Regions from separate parts of the Mus musculus genome. Here region 1 is linked to region 2. The links are chromatin contacts, called in public HiChIP or PLAC-seq maps. All regions are on one chromosome and are shown on one strand. Each heading gives the region's core, a stretch centred on a gene start, on an enhancer-like site or on the middle of the called end of the contact. The rest is flanking DNA. Distances are from core to core; before and after follow the strand shown.

Region 1 (5,909 bases), core at 65-2,564, 230 kb after region 2:
AGCATCAAATAAAGACTTGAACGTGCACGCTTGATAAGCCTAATTGAAGGCCCTTAAGCACTGATATGACTGAAATGCTAACAGTAAGTCCTGCCTTCTAGTCTCTGTGTTGGTAGAGAAAATGAACGTGTTCCTTCAAAGCTTCTCTATGGAGTGGGTAATGTATGCTGGTACCCTGTTGGACACTTCCTACTTCTGTCCATTGCTGGACATTGGACATGGCACTCACTGTGGGAGAGACACGTTTCAGAAATGATTTAAAACACAAAAGACCAATCAGGAGGATGGAGGAATTCAAATATGCAGAAAACTGACCAGGGAATCAAATGTATAGATTTAAGAGATACACTGAGGAGGAGATGGGTTTCTTAGAACCACTTCCCTCTTGTTAGACTTTGCTAGTGGAGTGACCACGTTTTCAGCCCCAAGGCTCAGGGCCAGGCCAGGCCAGTAAAGAAACTGACTGGATTGGTTGGAGAATTCTGCAGGCAGCTTTCCTGTCCTTCTCTATTCCCTGCTTCTCCCTTTCATCCAGTATCAGGATTTGCTGGAAAAGCAAGTGACTGATTCCCTTAGTTTCTACTGCTATGGGTTCTTGGTCTTTCCTCTTTTCTTGCAGACAAGCCCCTCAGTGAGCTCTGGGCAGTCTTTGAACATTTGAGAAGCTTAACTTTCATCTCACCAACTAGATTTTGCCTACAAGATGAGGATTTTGATCTTTAGAGTTCCTTCATGCCACCTTCGTTAGTCTCTAGTTTAAAAATATTAGTAAAACACTTTTGGATGCAGGCAGCACAGAGCCCACTGGTTCCTGATTCCATGGCTGCCTTAGGAAGCAAGGTTTTTGGAGATGGATAAAATTACCGCTGCCAGTCCAGGACTCCAGCCGTGGGGCCAGTGAACATGCTGGTCTTCTCCCCTCTTTCCCCTCCCACCTCCGAAGAAAGGGGGGGGGGGCTCCCGGACTGGTGCGAGCAGAGTGCTTGGTTTTTATTGAATACAGAAGCTACTCGAACGTCCCGTGTGCTGCGGGGCTGTCCTGCAATTCCTTTCATTCCCAAAGTGCAGGAGTCCAGCTTTGGTCCCGCCTAACTCCCTCCCATTTCTTTTCAGGGGATTTGAGGAGGGGGGGAAGGAGAGGGAAGATGAAGGGTGGCTGGTGGGCTGGGCCTGCACAGAAGTCTGGATCCTCCAGGGAGAGACTGGGCGGGTTCAAGGCTGCGGGGAGGCCTGTGATTGGGTATGACCTTCAGTCGGCTTGTCAGTTTCTCGGGCACACAGGAGGCGGGAGGAGTGGGCGGAGGAGGGGGCTGCGCGAGCCTCTTGTCCAGCCCACCCACAGCATGAAGCCTTTAGGGGTGCTCAGTGCTTTCGGCTTTTTTTCTTGAAACCCTTCATCTGCCCTCAGTCTGAAGGCAGGGTCAGGCGTAGGACGGGTCCCGGGGTCGCAGTCTCCTGCGGGCCACCCCAAAGGGAGAGGAGGGGGCGAGAGACAGGAAGGAAGCAAACCATCAAATTGGAAAAAAAAAAATTAGAGCCCTTTGACTTTTTTTTTTTTTACTCCCTTTCCCTTCCGGATGGCTGTGTAGCGAACGTAGGCGACACCTTGGAAGGGACAAAGTTGGTCTGCAGTGGCAATTTCGTGGGTTCACAGTCGTGAGCGTGGGGCTTGGAGATGGAGCCCTGGTCCAGGTGGAAAACGAAACGGTGGATCTGGGATCTCACCATCTCAACCCTCGCCTTGACTTTTCTCTTCCAAGCTAGAGAGGTCAGAGGAGGTAAGGAGGAAAAAAAAAAGTTTGGGGAGGTGGGACATTGCCACCCGGCTTTCTTCTTTTTTGTGTGTGCTCTTCTCCCTTGTCGTCTCCCCACTTCTTTTAAATAAAATCCAGATTGTAGTTGCTACCGGGTTAAGTGTGGAAACTGGAGAGACAGGGAGATGGATGTAGGCGGGACAGTAATGGGCTAGGAGGTAGGTGGCAGGATTAAAAGATCTGTCAGGCACCGGGCAGGCTGAGAAAGCCCATCATCCCTTCTCATTTTCTTTGCAAAAAGAAAAAAAAAATTACCTTGAACAGGAAGGCAGTGGTACAAAGCTTTTGTTTCAAGAACAGTCTTTACTCAGAGTCCTCGGTCCTTTGAACCAATCTTTGGGTTTCTTCGGGTTCTAAAGGAGATATCTTTTGAAGGGTGACCTGAGGAGAAAATACTGAGAAAGAGTATAAAGTGAACTGTGATAAACTTCTTTGTCTGCAAGGAAGTGAAAAACGGGCTGTTTTTACTTTGGAGGATATAAGAGAAACCAGCGGGGATGAAGCTAGAAGATTGAGAGCACTTTGTGTGTGGCATTTTGAAATGTTCTCAGAGGAACACATTTCCCAGACGATAAAGTGGAGTTCAGGAGTGCTCGGGGCAGAAGGGGGGGGGGCAGTTTCTCCTGATGATTACCCCCCTCCTCTCCGTGACACCCTCATCCTCGCTCATCCCTTGTCCCCTCCAAACAGCTTATTCTTGCAGGTTGGACCTACAACTCTCTTGGAGGGCGAGGAAAGTCTCCAAGCAAATGGGGTGGTGGGCAGACGACTAGGGATAGGGAGGAAGAGGAGGGGGCCTGGGATAGGAGGGGGAAGGTAAGGAAAAGTTCCTACGTGGCACTACCAAATATTGAATGGCCAGACCTGTGTAGCTGACTGTAGCCCTGTCAGTACCGGAGGAGGGAGAGCGACTTCACTCCTCCCTCCGCTTGCCTCCTCCCTCCCCCGCCCCCGCCCTTTCCCGAAAAGGCATCTGGCTGCAGCGGTCCCTTAGGTGCTGTAGACTCGGCTGGCAGGAGAAAGCCCTTTGAGTTGGTGAGCCTGAGCAATTCACAGTAGAAAACAAGCTTTGTCAGGACTGCAGAGAGAAGCGGGGAATAGAGAGGAGAGGAGAGAATGGGGTTGGAAATGCCAACCCAACTCTGAAAGCACAGGTTTCGTAGAAACCTGAGCCTGGCCTTTGGTCTTGTTGCACATATCTGAGCGTTCCCTAAATTGAGTTAGCACTTCAGGGGGGCAGCCCTAGGGTCTGATTCTTAGGGGCTTCACACTCGCCAGGAACAGGCGGCTTCTCATTCATTCTGTGATGAGCTCTGGTGACCCTAGGCCACAGTGGGGCTCAATTCGATTTTTTTTTTTTTTTGCAATGATTGAGGCTACTTACGTTGATTCGTTTCAATGATAAATATAAGCATCTTTGAAAGTAGACTACCTCAAAAATTGGCAGTTTACTTTTTGGTATTCTGTCCTCTTTTGGGTTGGGCAGTTTGGGCAGCAGTTCTGCCCTCTGCTGGTTTTCTTCAGCAAGGGAAAGTCTATTACTTAGTGATACTGAAAAAAATGTTACTTGCCTAAGGAAGAATAGATTGCTGTCTCCCCAGCTTGTCCACATACACATGTAGACGTGAATATCCTAGTGACAGTCATTTAGAAGCACAGAATCTGAGACATTCTGCAGTGATCACCCTACACAGGTGACCTGAATGCCTTTTCTGCCTTGAGATATTTTTTTTGCTTTTCCACACTGGGATTTCAAGTCAATCAGATTTCCATGGTTTTAGGCTCTAATTTTCTATGTGAAATCTTAACAACACATCCGAAACACTTTCAGCAAATATCTCAGTACTACATCACATCCATTGCACAAAATTATGTTTCCTATTGTATAAAACTAAAGAGCATGTGAAAAGGTGAAGCACCAGATCATGCTATTTCTAATGAAATATTTTGAAAATAGTGTAAGTCATTAAATAACTTCATGGCAAGATTTGGGTGCTTATTTTAATGAAGTTGGCAGGTACTCACTACATAGTGGAAAACTACTGTTTTATTAATTCAATCTTGTAGACCTTCATTCTTTAAACCTATTAAAATTCATAAAAGAAATAATAGTAAATAAATACTTAAAAAAGAAACACCCTCTCAACTCCCCAGTCACCACAGAAGGAGAAACTAACTTTGTCTCTAGCATTTAGGAATGTAGCTAAAGGGCTGAGTAAAATTAACATGGCTTTCTAAAGCAGGTATCTTATTCTAGTATTATACTGACTTAATAGATTTCCCAAAGATGTGTACGTATGCTTCAGTGACTTAAACAAAAGAACATTTAAAATGGGCTGGTTTTCATATAAAATTAAAACACTATTATAAACTTTGTAGAATGTTTCATAATGTTTTCATAATAAAATTAGACTCTAAAAACAATATATACAAGAAGTTTTTGTGGAGTTTTTTTTGAAGAGAATGGATTAATGAAGTTGACTGTTGACTTCACATATTATTTGACTTTGAGAATCTAAAGTAACTTGAAAGTCTCCAACACACAGTCTCTACTATGATTTCACATACAATCACACACACACACACACACACACACACACACACACACGGCGGGAGGGGGGCAGGGGAGGGAGGAATGGAGGGGGAGTGGGAGAGAGAGAGAGAGAGGCTGAGAAATGCTGTTATTTAATGAGTATTCATTGACATTAATTTCTGTTTTATGTTTGATATATTTGCCTATGCTTCACCTCAGGAATTCAGGGATTAAGTGTGTGCATAATTAGTTCAGAACTTACTATAAACAGGGCCTGGGATGTATGTGAAATTTACAGTGACTGAGTTATGCCTGTGTTCAAATACATATTTTATTGTGTGAGTTTGAAATCACACAGTACCTGGCTAAAGCTTAATACAGTGACCAATCATACCTAGTTGAACTAAAAAACCCAGTCCTAATGGCCTTCTACCTTTACCCGTTAAGCCAAGTGTGTCTTGTAAACAGTTGATAAGTTCTAAGAGGGATTTTAATGGCTTGCCAGCCCTGAGCAGCCAGTGCCTCAGAAGTGCTGTTTAGAGTGCCCGGGATCAGCAGGTGAAATGGTGCTGGCTTCCTGAGTGTGCTAATTCAACCTGTGAGAACTCAGGCTTGTCTCTGCAGTTCTTTAATTAGAATAATTAAAACAGCAGGCATGCTCTTGCTAATAAGTGTAGTACTTGGTAGGATAATTAATATTGTGTCTTTTAATAAAATGTAAGAGCTCATGGGTAGAACCTTTTTTTTTTTTGCATAGATTATATATCAAAGATCAGTTAGGATGCTGTGTATTCATTTAGTTAACAAGGATTCTTTCATCTACTGCCCATTTGGTTTAGTATCATAATGTGTAATTTACAACAGTTTGAAACAAGATTAAGTAGAAATGAGAAATATATGTAAAAAGGCAGCATGACTGTTTACTGTTTAATTTTTTTGATTCCTTATTATCCTGAACTTGTGACTAAAATAAAGGGGGCAACACTGTTTAAATTATTCTTAAAACACAACAAGGTAAACACCGCTGAGTTTTGTATTGGGCGGGTGGAATTTATTTTCTAATATCTTTTCCTGAGACAGATTTTACTCATGTTATTTTTTTTAAGACTCTAGTTTGTTTATCATGGTTTATTAAAAAAAGAAATTCAAGAGTATTTTTTCACAGGCTGACTTATTTAAAGGAGTAAAAAGTGCTTAGATAAAATCTCTCTCCTGAGAGTTCTAGGGCTCGAATTTGCAGTAAATGCTAATCAGTCGTCCTTTTGCATTTTACTCAAGAGGAAATGGAGGCACAAAACAGAGCTTTTCAAATAATCCTTCTCATAAGGAACATTAAATATTGTAAAAGATTTTCTGAGTGTGTAAGATGAAACTGTATAATATTGATACACATTTTCTTTCATATACATCTCAGACTTGGGGCCATGGCCAAGTTAATGTGATGTGCTGGGGTTTTGATTAGCAAGATATAAGATATATACTTGATATGATAGTATTAGAAAATCAGGTGGAATGCATGCAATTCACTTTCCTAAGTTTGGAGAAAGTCAATGTCTCATTAT
Region 2 (6,072 bases), core at 3,189-5,688:
GATACAACACAGCAAGGAAAGCTTGTCTCTCCTCTCTGATATCTGGTAAGGTGGGAGAGCTCAAGGTACCTGTAGTAACATCTGAACTTCATCTAGTATGGCTTAAGAACCTAGTCTTGGCTTGAACATCTTGTGTTACATACTTAGAACCTTATGCTTAGAGTCTGTTTTAGCCATCTACTGAGGTTCTTGGACATTCATGTACTAACTAGATCTCTCTTTCTTTCTCTTATAGAACCTGTCAATGATCCATATTGTGTTTCCAGCAAGTTGGATGAACTTTCCATGTGGCTGCTCAAAGTAGGCACAGAAACAGCATCTTCAATGTCTACAGATAGGGCCTGGAAACAATGTAATGTGAATGCTCAAAGCTTTCAGAGTCCATGTTAAAAAGGAAGAGGTTGAGCATGGATTAGAATAGGAAGACATTGGATTTGGAGGTTATCATCAAAAGAATAGTCTTCCATAATTTGTCTTCTTTTCCCTTTTCAGAGCTCTACCTTTCTAATGTGACTAATTCTTGTATTAGATTCAGTCTTCCAAATATGAGGACAATCTAGGAATTCATTGTATAAGCCAGGTTCTTGCGTTAGTTAATAAATTAGGACAAGAGCAATATGTTTATTCACATATTTAAAGGGGGTAATTTTTCTAAAAAATAGCTATTAAAAAAGAATGAATTTATGAAATTCCTAGGCAAATGGATGAACCTGGAGGGCATCATCCTGAGTGAGGTAACCCAATCACAAAAGAACTCACATGATATGTTCTCACTGATAAGTGGATATTAGCCCAGAAACTTAGAATAACCAAGATATAAGATACAATTTGCAAAACACATGAAACTCAAGAAGAATGAAGACCAAAGTGTGGACACTTTGCCCCTTCTTAGAATTGGGAACAAAACACCCATGTAAGGAGTTACAGAGACAAAATTTGGAGCTGAGACAAAAGGATGGACCATCTAGAGACTGCCATATCTGGGGATCCATCCCATAATCAGCCGCCAAATGCAGATACCATTGCATACACTAGCAAGATTTTGCTGAAAGGACCCTGATATAGCTGTCTCTTGTGAGGCTATGCCTGGGCCTAGCAAACACAGAAGTGGATGTTCACAGTCAGCTATTGGATGAATCACAGGGCCCCCAATGGAGAAGCTAGAGAAAGTACCCAAGGAGCTAAAGGGATCTGCAACCCTATGGGTGGAACAACAATATGAACTAACCAGTACCTCCCGGAGCTTGTGTCTCTAGCTGCATATGTATCAGAAGATGGCCTAGTTGGCCATCAGTGAAAAGAGAGGCCCATTGGTCTTGCAAACTTTATATGTCTCAGTACAGGGGAATGCCAGGACCAAGAAGTGGGAGTGGGTGGGTAGGGGAGGAGGGGAGGGTATAGGGGGCTTTTGGGATAGCATTGGAAATGTAAATGAAGAAAATACCTAATTAAAATAAAATAAAATAAAAAATTAAAAAGTAATATTATAAAGTATTACTGCTGCCTCTTGATATCGATGTTCCTAAACTAATATGTCTACCTTCAGTACTGACTGTCAGCTCCTCCACACTACAGGGCTGGCACCTGTAGATAGGATGCTGTGTGTCAGACCTTGTTTGTCTTTACACATTTTGCATAATCTCTAGTTTTCCCCACATAACTGTAAGCTTTATGATGTCAGGCTGTTTTTTGAAAATGCACATTTCTTTCTATCAGAAGACTTAAGACAATCATAACTTCCCTTAAAACTATAACTTTTACTTAATGGATTCTGGCAGAAGGGAATATAAATGGAATTATTATTGGCAGGAGCAATGGATCATAATGTTTGGGGGAGGGTCAGATTTCTTCACAGTAGATTGCATCTAGCATAACGATTATAAGGCAGAATAAACTTGCCGTTCAGATGATCTCTCCTTCGGCCTTTCCCAGCATTAATTGTAAGTAAATTAAGACAGTTACTAAAGCCTTAGAATGGCAACAAAAGACTGTGGCACATCATGGAAAGATGAGAGTCTGTGTCACAATAGTGGCTATTGTTATAGTCTCTCCACTGCTCATCACTTCTTCTCCTGTGACTGTTTCCAATAAGATATGTCTGTAAGTGTCCTGTATTTGAACTATATTTGTTAGGATTCCAATTTCAGAAGCAAAGTTTTGTTTTCATAACCGCTATAATCTCTTATAGTTGGATACATGCACTATGCCAAATGTTCCTTAGGATGTTTCATTCTCTTCTGTTGAGAGAAATATTAAAAAATGATTCCACCAACTCTCAGCGGGGCCAGGTCATGCTCCCGTGCTCCTGCCACCGCCAACTCTCTGGAGCTAGCCCCTGTGCCAGGTGATCTCATTCGCTTGATCTCTCGGCCTGCTAACTCTCCAGCCCCTTGAGGCCACAGGGCTCCTGCCAGGCCATTTCTAGGATGGCCCCCGAGTTCTTCTCGCTTCCATGCAATGCCCCACTTACCCCCTGGTTAGCCATCTCAACACTTAATTATCTAGTAAAATCAAGACTCTTAATGCTTAATTAGACAAATAGATTTATGTATCAATAATAACACAGTTTAGATGATGTTAATACAATGATTTCAGAGCCAATTGATAATGATACAGCTTTAACCCAATTATTCTAACATTTTGATAGCACCATATTGGCCTCCATACTGGTTTTCCCCTCCTGAGACCTTTCTATCTCCTTCTCCCTCTTTCTGCAACTCTTTGATTCACCTCCCTTCTCCCTGTCCAATCACAGACCTCCTCTGTATTAATGCAATTGAACAGGGAAAATCTTGTGACACTCTTCAACCCAGGAAGGTACTTTTCTTATATATATTTTTAATAAAGATTGAGGAAAATAAATTAAATAGTTTCACTTAGCAATGGTGTAATTGGGAAAATTGTGGCTTGAAGTCATAGGTAATATAAATGTTATTCATTTCTGTTTTACCTGTTTGGAGAGTGGAAGTGGTAAAATTACAACATACTCTACATACAATTCTTTCTTCAGTGAAATGCAGTGAAGGTTTTTCTCTTTCTACACATGGCCAAAGCAAAAACAGAATCACAGTGAAAGTAGGGCATCTTTAAAAAGAAAATTAGTATAATTTAATTTAATTTAATTTTCATGTGTATTTTTCCAAGCATATATTTTATATGGTAAATAATTTTATGGATCCACTTGCTCATTGGGTCATAGTAGAATCTTTTATAGTATGTCATAGTAACTTTGCCACTGCTTGAATTAATCTGTCCGGCCTGACAGATTCATGCTTTTGAATCATTATTGCCTTATTATTATTAGAAACTAAATAGATATTATACTGTTTAAAGAAGGAAAATAAGTTTTCTCCAATGGAGTGATACTAGGTATATCAACCACTCTTTTCTTTTTAAAATTTTTATGAGATATTTTTTCATTTACACATCAAATGCTATCTGAAAAGTCCCCTATACCCTCCCCCGCCCCTGCTCCCCTATCCACCCACTCCTACTTCTTGGCTCTAGTGTTCTCCTGTACTGGGGCAACCACTCTTGGGCAGAGATCATATTCAAGAAAAATAGACTAACCTATTATGAACTTCATAGTATTTCTCTCTCTCTCTCTCCCTCTCCCTCTCCCTCCCTCCCTCTCTCTCTCTCTCTCTCTCTCTCTCTCTCTCTCTCTCTCTCTCTCTCTCTCTTCATGTATATATATTTATTTGGTTATAGTTTTGTGGTTCTGGAGGGACTTGTATTGGGATTTTATTTTATTTTTTAGAAAAATAACACAAAGTTACATTCTTTGGGAGGGGAGAGGACGACTTAGAGGAGGGTAAGACTATGAAAAAATATGTTTAAATTTAAAAATGTATTAAATAACAAAACATAATAAAAATGAATCTACATGCATGTATGTGATGAAATACATGATCAAATTCTATAAAAAGAAAAATCTATCACATCTATATTTTCTGAAATGTACATCTCTACATGTACCTATTGTGTAAAAATTTATTTCTATCAGTTATTATAGCATTATATATGTCAACTCTCTTCATATTAAAAACTTAGGCCAACAAAAATTTTTATAATGAATACATGACTCAGATTCAAGAGTCTCAAAACCATATATTCAAATAAATGAATTATGAATTCAACTATCAGATTCGACTATTTCAATTGCTGCTTTTAGCTTGTCTAGGAGGGTGCTAACCATGCTGTTTATTTTTATAGGAGGGCAAGTTAAATATTCAAACTCCTATCATTTCCCAGAAAAAAGTGAATGTTGAATAGTGAATAATGAATAAGAGTCTAAATGTAGCAAAGCTTTGGACAGAAAGATTTGTGCTAGACAAATAAAGATGGTAAATGTGGTAGAATATGTATACATGGTACAACAGTTCTTTCAAAGTGAGCACAGGTCCCTCTCTACTGTTGTGAAAAGCTCCATTCATTTACACATGAGCTGTGAATATAGGTGAGTGTGTGTGGGTTCTGGGAAGCTAGTCTATGTCACCCGAGGCCAGCTGCATTCAGCAAATGTTTGGGGATGGCTGCATTTGTATGATTCCTTTCAGGACTTTGCAAGGAAATAATTCAGTGCAATGTGTGAAAACAGGAATCAACTGAAAAAACTAATAAATAAATCATTATAGAAGACCTATTCAAGGTAAAATGTAAAATAGCATGTAAGGGTAACTGCAAGACTCACTCACTAATGGTTTAGTTTATTTTTAATGAAAGAAAAAAGTATGAGTTTCTACACTTGGGACAAGTCACGTATACAGGAAAAAAAAAAAAAAAAAAGGAAAAACATCCATACCTATCCCAGATTAGGTTTATCATGAGAAAATAGTTCATTTAAAAACAAGCTCATTTGTTTCTTTTTATTATATGATGTTTGAGCCATCAATATTGAGCATAAACTGTTTTAATTTTGTGATGGTATCATAAGGATATATAAAAATAACCGAAACAAATTGCTCTGAAAAATTTAGTGGTTATTTTTTATTTAAAAATCTGTGAGACAAAATATATGGCAAGGAAAAGGAAGGAAGGAAAACTTAAACTTGGACCACAGCTTCAGGAAATGAAGTCCATTAAAGAAGAGAAGGGATGGCTACAGAAGCAGAAGGCTGCGATCACACTACGTCCATAGTCAGGAAACAGACTGATGGATGCTGGGACTCTGCCTGCTTTCTCCTTTAATGTTCATCAGGAACCCTGGCTCTAGTACTGTGCTTCCACATTTGGGGTGGATTTCCCACTACAATTAAACTAATATAAACTATCTTTCTCGGACATCCTAAGGTGCTTGTCTTTTCACTGATTCTAGATCTTCCCAAGTCTAAAATCGGAATTGATCATCACAGTTTTAAACAAAGCAAATATTTTGGTCATTTAAATTTTGCTACATTACATAAAATAATCTTAAAATATATTAAAAGGAAGTACAAAACTTTACATATTATAGTGCAGAAGTTTAAACAGAACTGAGAAATCAGGCTCAGAAGTAAATGATAGACTGCTAGAATATTTATCTAGCATGCAGAAACCCATTGATCTCCATCAACAGATAGGATACAAACACACATGTGTACACACACACACACACACACACACACACATACTCAGAGGACACCGAGAGAGGTGGATGGGGAGTGAGTGAGGGACAGAAGGAGACAGAGACAGAGAAACCTAGAGAGGAACAGACAGAGAAAGGGGGAAAGAGACAGAGGGACATAGAGAGACACACACAGAGAGACAGAGACAAACAGAGAGAGATAGAAACAGAGACAGAATCCACAAGAGAGCAATATTCCGTGTTGAAGGCTGTAAAGAATTCTGGATTTAGCTGGTCCTTGATCAAGAAAACAAAACGAAGCAAAACAAAATAAACAAACAAACAAACAAACAAAAAAACAAGCTCAAAGACTTGCTTTTGTCTTCCCTATTAAGCTATTTTAGACACTGTTGTAGCTTCTGTGAAGTTATGTTCAGAGAATCTGTGGTCCCTATTGACTTCTGTATTCTCCTTCCTTATTTTGGTTTTTGTTTTGTAAAGGAGTCTTGCTATGTATCTTAGCTGGC

What was found. HiChIP or PLAC-seq counts read pairs in DNA pulled down with a chosen protein or histone mark.
Region 1: a contact with region 2 is called in an H3K27ac HiChIP or PLAC-seq map of oligodendrocyte precursor cells, with 2.5 times the contacts expected there. The contact joins the promoter of Col11a1 here to the enhancer-like site in region 2. A contact is called at or near these places in 5 of 39 promoter capture datasets (the 3T3-L1 cell line, 3T3-L1-derived adipocytes, the HPC-7 cell line and 1 more), 1 of 15 datasets of contacts at CTCF or cohesin (the NIH/3T3 cell line) and 3 of 115 datasets of contacts at active chromatin or transcription factors (embryonic forebrain, neural progenitor cells and oligodendrocyte precursor cells).

What each region holds. Positions count from the first base shown.
Region 1 is chr3:114,029,226-114,035,134 of GRCm38.p6, forward strand. Col11a1 (collagen, type XI, alpha 1) reads left to right here and starts at 1,315. Exons shown (of 67, transcript NM_007729.3): 1 at 1,315-1,778. The coding sequence starts at 1,676.
Region 2 is chr3:113,792,168-113,798,239 of GRCm38.p6, forward strand. No RefSeq gene overlaps it. Among named protein-coding and RNA genes, the nearest start is that of Rnpc3, 170 kb to the left of the region's middle. Within about 2 kb of position 4,439, at least 4 of the 459 cell types and tissues checked have an H3K27ac peak or open chromatin away from gene starts, as enhancers often do. A contact at or near this core is called in oligodendrocyte precursor cells, where this site is marked.